Linked DNA regions of Mus musculus: region 2 is linked to region 1. The links are chromatin contacts, called in public Hi-C maps. All regions are on one chromosome and are shown on one strand. Each heading gives the region's core, a stretch centred on a gene start, on an enhancer-like site or on the middle of the called end of the contact. The rest is flanking DNA. Distances are from core to core; before and after follow the strand shown.

Evidence for each region. A called contact is a pair of places that touch in the nucleus more often than the background predicts.
Region 2: a Hi-C map of the N1E-115 cell line shows a contact between it and region 1, with 2.0 times the contacts expected there. The contact joins two enhancer-like sites. A contact is called at or near these places in 1 of 39 promoter capture datasets (hippocampal neurons), 9 of 484 Hi-C or Micro-C datasets (the N1E-115 cell line, cerebral cortex, cortical neurons and 5 more) and 2 of 115 datasets of contacts at active chromatin or transcription factors (T-cell acute lymphoblastic leukemia and embryonic stem cells).

Annotation. Positions count from the first base shown.
Region 1 is chr7:121,847,360-121,852,735 of GRCm38.p6, forward strand. No RefSeq gene overlaps it. Among named protein-coding and RNA genes, the nearest start is that of Scnn1b, 15 kb to the right of the region's middle. Within about 2 kb of position 1,547, at least 2 of the 459 cell types and tissues checked have an H3K27ac peak or open chromatin away from gene starts, as enhancers often do. A contact at or near this core is called in the N1E-115 cell line, where this site is marked.
Region 2 is chr7:121,937,890-121,943,268 of GRCm38.p6, forward strand. Cog7 (component of oligomeric golgi complex 7) reads right to left here. Exons shown (of 17, transcript NM_001033318.3): 11 at 3,281-3,346. Among named protein-coding and RNA genes, the nearest start is that of Cog7, 41 kb to the right of the region's middle. Within about 2 kb of position 1,517, at least 56 of the 459 cell types and tissues checked have an H3K27ac peak or open chromatin away from gene starts, as enhancers often do. A contact at or near this core is called in the N1E-115 cell line, where this site is marked.

The sequences.
Region 1 (5,376 bases), core at 297-2,796:
GCATCCATCTCTCTGCTTCCCAGCTTCGGGTGCAATGTGATCAGCCACCTCATGTTCCTGCCGCAATGCCTCATCCGCTGTGATGTGCTGCATCCTCAACCCAAAAAAGCAAAATAAATCCTTCCTTTAAGTTGCTTTTATCAGATCCTAGAAACAAGAAGATAGAGGTGCTAACAACATACGTATCAGTAAGATAATTCACTCTGCTTTTTGGTATCTTTGAAATTATCCACAAGAAAGAATAAATATTGTATAGGCAAAAAAAAATGCTTGTATAGGCAAACAAGCATTTACCCATTGTAAGCCTATTTTACAGCTCCCTACTGTAGAGTAGGCGCTGAGCTGAGTGCTGGTTCATAAAAACTGATGATGGAGCCGGGGAAGTGGCTCGTGCTTGCGATACAAGAATGAGGACCATGTTTAAAAGCCCAGCGTGAGAGTGTGAGAGACTCTGGAACACTCGGTCCTAAATGGGGTAGTCTTCACCAAACATCTTCCCTCCAGGCTCAGGGATCCACGTGGAAGAAAAGGCAGAAAGATTGTAAAAACCACACTGATAGTGGAAATTAGACACAGGCTCCCACTCCTAAACTGAGAAGCTGTCTATAGTTAATACCCAATGCGAAAGAGAAGTCAGTTTCTCTAATGGCGTATTGCTGGGTACATCAGTCACACTGCACAGCAGGCCCCGTCCCTAGGAGTCCAAGTCAGTTCCCAATACAAAGCGAACTCCAGGGGTTTGTGGTGTTTGTCTTGGTTTTGTGGAGGTTTTGTTTTCTTTTCTTTGGGATCATTTTTTCCTTATTGGTCTTTTGTGTGCTTTGATTGTCATTTTTGTGTGGATTTTGTATGTGTGTTTCTTGGGGTTTGTTTGTTTGGTGTGTGTGTGTATGAGAGACAGAGAGAGAGAGAGAACACAGTTGGGTAGAAAGGGAAGGGAGGGTAATCTGGGAGGAGCTATAGAGGGAACACACTGAAAAATATATTATTTGAGCTGGGAATGGTGGCATGACCCTTTAATCCCAGCACTAGGAGGCAGAGGCAGGGATCTCTCCATGAGTTCAAGCCCAGCCCAATCTACATAGTGAGCTCCAGGCTAGCTAGGACTACAAATTGAGAACCTGACTAAAATTCTCTCTCTACACCCATACATAGAAAATAATAGGCCATGCCGCGAGTGCTGGCAGGGAGTGACACCCAGAGACCTGCCCTCCTCACCCACATGGGGGGAGGGGTCTGTAGACACTTAGAGGTCCACTTGCCACCATGCCCCGTAGCTTCGGTGAGGGAAAGACACCCGGAGGCCCCACGGCTGAGGATCACCTGCAGCAGGAGCCACTACAGTGTGCAAGTATGTGGTGGACAAATAAGCCAGCCCTGAGGGAGTGAATATGGGAGTGCTGGCTCCACCTCTCCTCTGCCATGAGGTGGCACATGCTGAGGTGATGCCCCCTCCCCCTCCCCCTCCCCCTCCCCACCTGCCGCATTGGGAGAGTTCACCCCAGGGTCATGAGATGGAGAGAACTGGCCCACCCCTTCCCTGGCTGCAGCACTTGGGAGAGTGGGCCCTGGCACTTCGGCTGGGCAGCACAGTGAGGCTGGGTCTGGAGGCATGGGAGCAGGCGAGCTGGCCCCAAAGGCATGGGAACAGGAGAGCTGACCCTACCTTCTGCATTGTGTGGCCTAGCCAGAGCAGTGCTGGAGAGCTCACCCTGGCAGGCTGACCGGCTCATCTATCACCCAGGCCCAGATCCAGCGCCTTGAGTTAGCCCACCCCCAACATCCACATCATTTGTGAACTGTTGGAACAATTCTGCAGCAGGCTGATCCTGCCGATCCACAGGGCAACAACAGGATAACCTGAAGGAGTCCCAGTGAATCTAATATTGATGGTGTGACAGAAGCCAGAGACCTCGAACCAGCCCAATGACTCATTACAATGAACATTTGCAAGTGAAGATGCGTGGTCCACACTGTGACATACTACAGTTCCCATGATGAGATATTGTTCTATGCCATGTGTGTGTGTCTCTGTGTGTGTGTGTCTCTCTCTCTCTGTGTGTGTGTGTGTGTGTGTGTGTGTGTGTGTGTGTCTGTGTCTGTGTCTGTGTCTGTGTGTGTGTGTTTTGGAAGGGGGATGTTGCAAGAATGAAGGACAGGGGCTGGTGAGATGGCTCAGTGGGTAAGAGCACCCGACTGCTCTTCTGAAGGTCTGGAGTTCAAATCCCAGCAACCACATGGTGGCTCACAACTATCTCACAACCATCCGTAACGTGATCTGACTCCCTCTTCTGGAGTGTCTGAAGACAGCTACAGTGTACTTACATATAATAAATAAATAAATCTTAAAAAAAAAAAAAAGAATGAAGGACAGATGTGAGGGGACAGGGAGATGAGTGGAACCAGGGTGCATAATGTGAAACAAAGAATCAATAGGAAGTTTAAAAGACATTTTTTAAGATTTTTTTTAAGCCAGGAACATCAGCATGTTCATAACCCTAGCACTTAGGAGGAGACAGGAAGATCCCCAGAACTTGCTAGCCAGCCAGTCTAGTCGATCAGTGAGTGCTGCAAAATAAGATGGAAGGTCATAAAAGAGGAAACCTGACCTCAGCCCCTGGCTCCAGACACATGCTCACACACCGGTACCACAAGTACACCACACACACACACACACACACACACGCACACGCACACGCACACGCACACGCACACGCACACGCACACGCACACGCACATGCATACACACACGTACATGTGCAAAAAAGGTCCTGAACTTAGTGTAAATGTTCAGTTGCATCTAGACACCTCATCTGATTCAGGTGGACATCTTGCTTGAGGATTTTGGTTGGGGAGTTTTGCTTAAGATTGTGGTTTTCTTTCTGCCAAGGATACCCTCAGAGGCTGCGAGCACCGTTTCTGCTTGCTCTTTGCAACAAATCACCAGAGCTGATCATCGCCCAGGTCCATCAAGTCATTGGTGGTTGCACAGGATTGAGATGTGAGGTTTGTCTTCTTGTACTGGCTGAGCTATATGCACGAATGAAAACTTCCCCCAGATCTGTGCTATAGTTTCCCTGAGTCCCACGACACAGACATGTGGCTCTGTCCCTTTGTTTACAAGTTGGGTCCCTCTGAGTTTAGCCCTGTATTTTGTCTATCACCTACCAAGGCATAACAAAGAATCATATTTAGTGGCTCAAATGAGTGTGTGTTGCATGATGGGTTTTATGGGTCTTGAATCCAGCAAGGGGGCTGGGGTGTGGCTCAGGGGTGGAGCCCATGTGTAGAATGCACAGAGCCCTGGATTTTATCCCAGCACAAGGCAGGGGAAAAAAAAAAGATTCCCACCCAAATTTGGCTCTAGACTTCCACAGAATCAGGCTTCCTGCAGTCCTGACTAAGAGTTCAGGAGTTGGTGGTGCAAGTCAGTGGTCAGTTAAAAAGTCAGGGAAGGATCTCAATTCCTATGCGTGTTGCCTGGAAGCCACTGTCGTTTCTTGTTGGGAGCCGCCCCCACATTCGCCGTTACAAGATGGCGCTGACAGCTGTGTTCTAAGTGGTAAACAAATAATCTGCGCATGTGCCAAGGGTATCTTATGACTACTTGTGCTCTGCCTTCCCCGTGACGTCAACTCGGCCGATGGGCTGCAGCCAATCAGGGAGTGACACGTCCGAGGCGAAGGAGAATGCTCCTTAAGAGGGACGGGGTTTCGTTTTCTCTCTCTCTCTTGCTTTTCTCTCTCTCTTGTCTCTCGCTCTCTCTCTTGCTTTTTCGCTCTCTTGCTTCTCGCTCTCTCTTGCTTCTTGCTCTCTTGCTTCTTGCACTCTGTTCCTGAAGATGTAAGAATAAAGCTTTGCCGCAGAAGATTCTGGTCTGTGGTGTTCTTCCTGGCCGGTCGTGAGAACGCGTCTAATAACAATTGGTGCCGAATTCCGGGACGAGAAAAAAACTCGGGACTGGCGCAAGGAGGATCCCTCATTCCGGAACCAGAACTGCGGATCACGTTTATAAAGGTTCCCGTAACACAGACTGTTGAGAAGGATTCAACTGCCGAATTCAGAACTCATCAGCTGGGGAACGACGGTGATAAAGGTTCCCGTAAAGCAGACTGTTAAGAAGGATTCAACTGTATGAATTCAGAACTTTTCAGCTGGGGAACGAGGTAAGTCTGATCTTGAACTTTCTAAGGAAATTCAAGACAGTCTATCAGAAGTAAAGTGGAAAATGGCTTTACAAGTTATGTTTGGCCTTGAATTTTTTCTAGTGTTAGAAGCCCTTTTGTTCCTTTTCACATGTTATATAGTGGTTAAGATAGGGCTGAAAATTCTAGAGGAAATTCAGGACAAGCTATCAGAAGTAAAGCGGGGAGAGAGAGTAGGAACAAAAAGGAAATATGGTACACAAAATAAGTATACAGGCCTTTCCAAGGGTCTTGAACCCGAGGAAAAGTTAAGGTTAGGTAGGAATACCTGGAGAGAGATTAGAAGAAAAAGAGGAAAAAGGGAAAAGAAGAAAGATCAATTAGCGGAGGTCTCTAGGAGAAGGAGCCTGTGCTCTGAAGAAACAGACTGGGAGAAAAAAGCGGCTCATTATGAAAGAAAAGGATACCAGCCGCCAAGTAAAGTGCTAACTAGTCATTTAAGGAAAAAGCCAAAAGCGGCTGGCGAAGGCCAGTTTGCTAATTGGCCTCAGGGCAATCGGCTACCAGGTGCACTCCCGCCCTATGCGGAGTCCCCGCCCTGCGTAGTGCGTCAGCAATGCGCAGAGAGGCAGTGCGCAGAGAGGCAGTGCGCAGACTCATTCATTCCCCGAGAGGAACAAAGGATCAATGCTAATTTTACCTTGGTGCAGTTAGACAGGCTTGCCGGCATGGCACTAACTCCTGCCGACTGGCAAATGATTGCAAAAGCCGCTCTCCCTAGTATGGGCAAATATGTGAAATGGAGATCTCTGTGGCGAGAGGCTGCACAGGCGCAGGACCGAGCAAACGCTGCTGCTTTAACTCCAGAGCAGAGAGATTGGACTTTTGACTTGTTAACGGGTCAGAGAGCTTATTCTGCTAAACCTGATAAGAGGTATCAATGGAAGGTCTTACCACAGGGGATGTCCAATAGTCCTACTATGTGTCAACTTTATGTGCAAGAAGCTCTTTTGCCAGTGAGGGAACAATTCCCCTCTTTAATTTTGCTCCTTTACATGGATGACATCCTCCTGTGCCATAAAGACCTTACCATGCTACAAAAGGCATATCCTTTTCTACTTAAAACTTTAAGTCAGTGGGGTTTACAGATAGCCACAGAAAAGGTCCAAATTTCTGATACAGGACAATTCTTGGGCTCTGTGGTGTCCCCAGATAAGATTGTGCCCCAAAA
Region 2 (5,379 bases), core at 267-2,766, 90 kb after region 1:
AAACCAATTGCTTTGGACAAGCCAAGTTTTAGATCACATCCATTTATTTAAAAACAAAACAAAACAAAAACCAGGCCCTTGAGCTAAGCAAGGTGGCATATAGCTGAAATCCCAGCAGTCAGGTTAAGGCAGGAGGATTACAAGTTTGAAGCAAGCCTGGACCCTATCTCAAGAAAATGAAACTAAACCAGGCATGGTGATGCACACCTTTAATCTCAGTACCTGGAGACAGACCTTGGTGGATCTCTGAGAGCTAGCTACAGGCCAGCCAGGGATATGCAGCGAGACCCTGTCTCAAAAATAAAAGAGAAAGAGAAGAAACAACCCATAAAGTGTCCCCACAGCTTGCTGGGCAGCACTGCAGATGGGGGCTTCCTCAGAAACCCCTGCACGTTCAAGCTGCTCCCACCTCCGCCAGAGCCTCAAGACAGTTGCTTAAGCCCGCCAGCCATCTGGTTGCTTTTTTGTCTATCTGAGGCCCATCCCTGACTACCTCCCTTAGACTTCACTGCCAGGTCTGGATTGAAGAAGCACTCTGTCTTCTCTCCCCCATCCTTCCTTACTCCACCTCATCCACCTAGCTAACAGAGCCGTCTTTCTAAAAGGCAACCTCAACTCTCCAGGATAAAACTAAAACATGCGAAAGCCTGGTAGCCAGAGCCGATCCCTCACAGCCTCACGTTGTCTCTGCTCATCCACTGCCCACACACACACACACACACACACACACACACATCACAGGCTCACTCTCACTCCATCCTGAGTGTGTCCCCTGGGGGTCCTCAGGCTCCCCTTCCCTCAGAGCACTTGTCCCTTCCCTGCTGGCAACCTCCTGCCTCTGCCTTGCACCTACCACAGGTTCTCTCAAGTCTCCTGCAGATGTGAGGACAGAACAAAGTGGCTTCATCACCCAGCCCCAGCTCCCAGCACAGTGCCTGACACACAAGAGAGTTTAACAGCTGTTTGTGAAGGATCAGAGGCCACACTTGGGGAACCCAGCCTGCCCATGTCAGCTTGCCATAAAGAAAACAAGGCATGCTAGAAACGCTTTCTGTAGCAGAGACGAGTTTAAAGTGTCCAGATAAGCACAATTCTAACTCCAAAGAACTAACGGCATCTGATCTTAGCCTCATCTCCACACAGCATCCCAGTGATGTCCCAGTGATGCCTCAGTGAGATGAAGACTTGACTGCCCAGTACTGTAACAGCCTCTGTGGCTCAGCTGGGGACACCGAAGAGGTACAGTCCCGACTCTCAAGCTCCGAGATTAATGGGAAGGGCTAACACATACCACTGCACCTGAAGCATGCAGCGGGTGTACACTGAGGAGGGAACGGTATAATCTCACCTAGCGCCTCAATTCGTTTCCCTTCAGGACAAGCAATCTCTCTCCTCAGCCGTGGAAGCCTGTCCATTTACAATGAAACCCAACTATCACTTGAAGTATTCTACAGGGACCTTAACAATGCAGGCACACCGAGACTTACAATGGGCTGAGATCCAATAAACCCGCCCACGTGGAGACCATCCTAAAGTCCTTAACCTGGACCTTAGCTTAGCAGTCACAGAGGGAGGGGCTGGTGGGGAACTGTGGGTCAGCTGCCACCGCCACCACCCTGAGTTGTGGGAAAGGATCATGGCCTGAACAAGGCTAGTCTAGAAAAGGCCAAAATTTAAAATATGTTTTCTCCTTAATGTATCAGAGTGCAGCCAAAGCATCACAAAAAGGATCATTGCATATCAGGGATTTTTGTGCCAGTGTTTTATAGGAACATGGAGAACACCAGGAAGGTAAAGAGAAGCCATAGCATCTCACCCAAGTCACTGAGGATAAGAGGTGACACCCAGCTCTGATTTACACAGCCCATAACTCTTTTGCAAAAAGATCTTAAGAGTGACAGCTGATGTCAGTTTTATCCAGAGTGGCTGCTCTGCCTTGCCCAGTGCCTGCCCCTGGGGAGTGGCTCTGCTAGAGTCTGGGTTCTAAGGCGAGACAGATGGGGAGATAAGATAAGCTTTACAGGGTGCCTGCCACACACCAAGCTGTGGCCCAGATGGGAACACAGATGGTGACTGTCCCCAGGCTCAGTGTTTCCAGAATGACATCACCTCTTTCAGAGGCTGTGTGGTCTCTCGATGAAGCAGAGCCAGCCTTTCAGCTTCTCTCCAGGCTGCAAACTGCAACTACAAGCTCATCCCATAGCCGGGCACTCCTCATTTAACTTCCTAACCGGAGCCTTCCTCACCCTTTGGAAGGCAAAAGATTAAGGAAAGTTACTGTCCTGAAGAGGAGAGATGCCTAACAAATATACCTGGAGCAATGTCAGTGTAAGGACACTGTGACAGAGGGAAGCGTAGAAACAACACTCACATTCTAATGGCAACAAAGTTAAAATCAATACACCTCTCAGCTGGGCATGATAGTGTATGATTTTAATCTAACCCTAGCACTTGGGAGGTAGAGGCAAGTGGCTCTCTGTGAGTTCAAGGCTAGCCTGGTCTGTACAGTGAGTTCTAGACCACCCTGGGCCTATAGAACATATTAAGGACCTGTCTAAAACACACACACACACACATACACACACACACACACACACACACACACACACACAAACACACGCACTCACGTGAGCACACACACAGAGTTAAACAACAACCACCCCCCACACCAGGCTTCTTAATTCCTAAAGGATGGATGAATAAGGAAACTGGGAAGCATGGTAGGCAAATGTCTGAATGGTGCAACCTTGGATCACAGGAAAAGCACTGGCAGCGTTAGAGGAGAGGCAGGAGGGGAGAATAGGTTTTTCTTAGAGCAGTCCCCAAAATTCTCCTTTGACTTGCACCCCTTGGCACTCAGAATTTTACCCAGGGCCTGGACTGCAAGGATGCCTGGGTTAATCTCCATCCTCTGGGCTTGTCTTAGGGTCTTAGTCACCACTTGTAACATGCTTTCTATGGGGAAATTTATTTTGAGCCCAATAACTGAGCATAAGCAGAAGCCTAACCCACATATAACTGGGAAACAAGGTGTACTGCTTCCTCATCAGACTGACGCCTCCATATCTAACCAGATTTATGTGACCACTGCCAAGTAGGATAGGCCTTGCCCTTTTAGGTGTTCAGTAAATGTTTAATGATGACAGTAATGACACCTTGTATCTAGGTACAGACAGTCCTCCAGCCCTGTGGCTTCCAGTCTGCCCATACACTGGAGCAAATACCTCCCAGCCAGGAGCCCCAGGGAATGACGGGCAAGGAGAGCAGGGACCCCTCCTACCTGTTTGCCAGCTGCTGCTCAAAGTCCCCACACTGGCGCAAGAGCTCTCCACAGGTGGCTATGATCCTAGACAGGACACAGGGCACTTCAGGCTCAAGCACTACCTGGCATGCTGGCACTTACAGAACAAACACAGTCTCATTCATCAAAATTCCAACTATTTGCTCCTTCTGGTGGCACTGGGTTCTGACGCTGCCTCCCTGAAATGTTTCATGAAATGTAATGAATGTCAGAGGCAAGTGCAGATTCCTCCTGCTGGTGCCCTCCATGAGATTAACACTTCTGCCACGAGCTACAATTCTGCCCAGCACTCTCTCAAGCAGTGTTACAGTTCCCAAATACTGGGTTTTAACTAAGAAAAGTGGCTAGAAGCTCCCGATGTCTAAAGTCTGAAATAGAGATACATTATTCAATAGCTACTAGACAGCTACTATTTGCATAGAAAACTGTCTTCCTGTCACACGTGAAAGGTGGATGTGGACCAACCCATTTGCCTCTGGGATAAGCCTGAGTGATTGGTACATCTGCATTTCATAACTTTTGCATTTTGAAGTAATATGCCAGCTCTCAGACTTTAGTTACTGGCCCTTCAACAGCAGTCCCATTATGCTGGGACAAATCCAAAGATTCAAAACATCTCAAGTCTAGTTAACTTTTAACTCTCTCTGAAAGCGCCTGTCATCACCAGGGTATCTGAGCATTCCATCATGAGAAAGGTTTATGGGAAAGTAAAACATTCCATTCGCCTCAGGTGCACCACAACAGCCGTGTGCAGAGGATTTCCCAGGATACCAAGGCACCATGGGAGAGGGGATGCAGTTAGCATCACAGTCCATAAACACAGTGCCCAGAACAGAGGCCAGGAGATGGCAACCCAAGATGATCCTAGGTGATCCTGGATTCGCCCTGACGACCTTCAGTGGCTGGCTGAGCTCTGCCAGCATGTGCCATGATGTTGCCATGTGCCACACCCAGGCACTGGGGCCAGAGGTCAAGCAAGACATGTAAGTGGATGAAGGGCATCAGCTGAAGGACATCTTGCCTCTGGAATGCAAATGCATAAAAAGCAGTTTTGCAAAGAGAAGTTTCTCTAGACTCACCAGTCATAGACTTCAGCTGCCAGCCCCATTATCTCTGTGACAGTGCAGACTGGTTTGTGCCGCAGCTTTGAATTTTATAGGCAATTCAAAGATCTGAATTGCGCCCACTAATACTAGTAACTAATCTGAAATTCTTTTAAATGCTGTGATGGTAGGCAGTGTCTATAGGTCAGAGACTTCAGCTGAATACACCAGGGCCAAACCTTCCCAAGACCCTACTGATCACACTCCTCAGGCAATAGGATGTCTGCCTAAAAGTGGCCCAAAGTCACATGAAGCTCCTTGGAGTGTAGCTGTTGACAACATAAGAGGGTCAGCTCAACGCCTGCCACTTGACTCCTGCAGGATCCTTTCCAAAGACATTCTTACATGATGAGAATGTGGTTCTTAGACCCAAAACAGGACAGATCAGCTCAGCTGTGCTCTCCAAAGTATAGCTGTATACTTTAGCTTCAGAAAAGAAACCACAGGTTGGGGAAAGGGGACCTCATACCAAATGTAAAAGAGTTTGTCATTAAAGACTTTTTTTTCTTTACTATTTCACAGTGGCTGGAGAGATGGCTCAGTGATTAAGAGCCCTTACTGATCTTGAAGAGGATAAAAGTTCAGTTCCCAGCACCCATGTGAGGGCTAACAACCATCTTAACTCTGATTCCAGTGGGTCTGACGCCCTCTTCTGGCCTCCTCTGGTACTGCCTGCCCATAGAGTGCACAGACACATACATGAAAATATATACAAAAAAAAAGCTGGGCAGTGGTGGCGCACGCCTTTAATCCCAGCACTCAGGAGGCAGAGGCAGGTAGATTTCTGAGTTCAAGGTCAGCCTGGTCTACAGAATGAGTTCTAGGACAGCCAGGGCTACACAGAGAAACCCTGTCTCAAAAAACAAACAAACAAACAAACAAAAAATAAGTAAGTAAGTAAATAAAAATAAATGGATCTTTAAATTTTTAATAATATATATATTTTGGGGGGAGGGCAGGGGGGCAGTTTGGTTT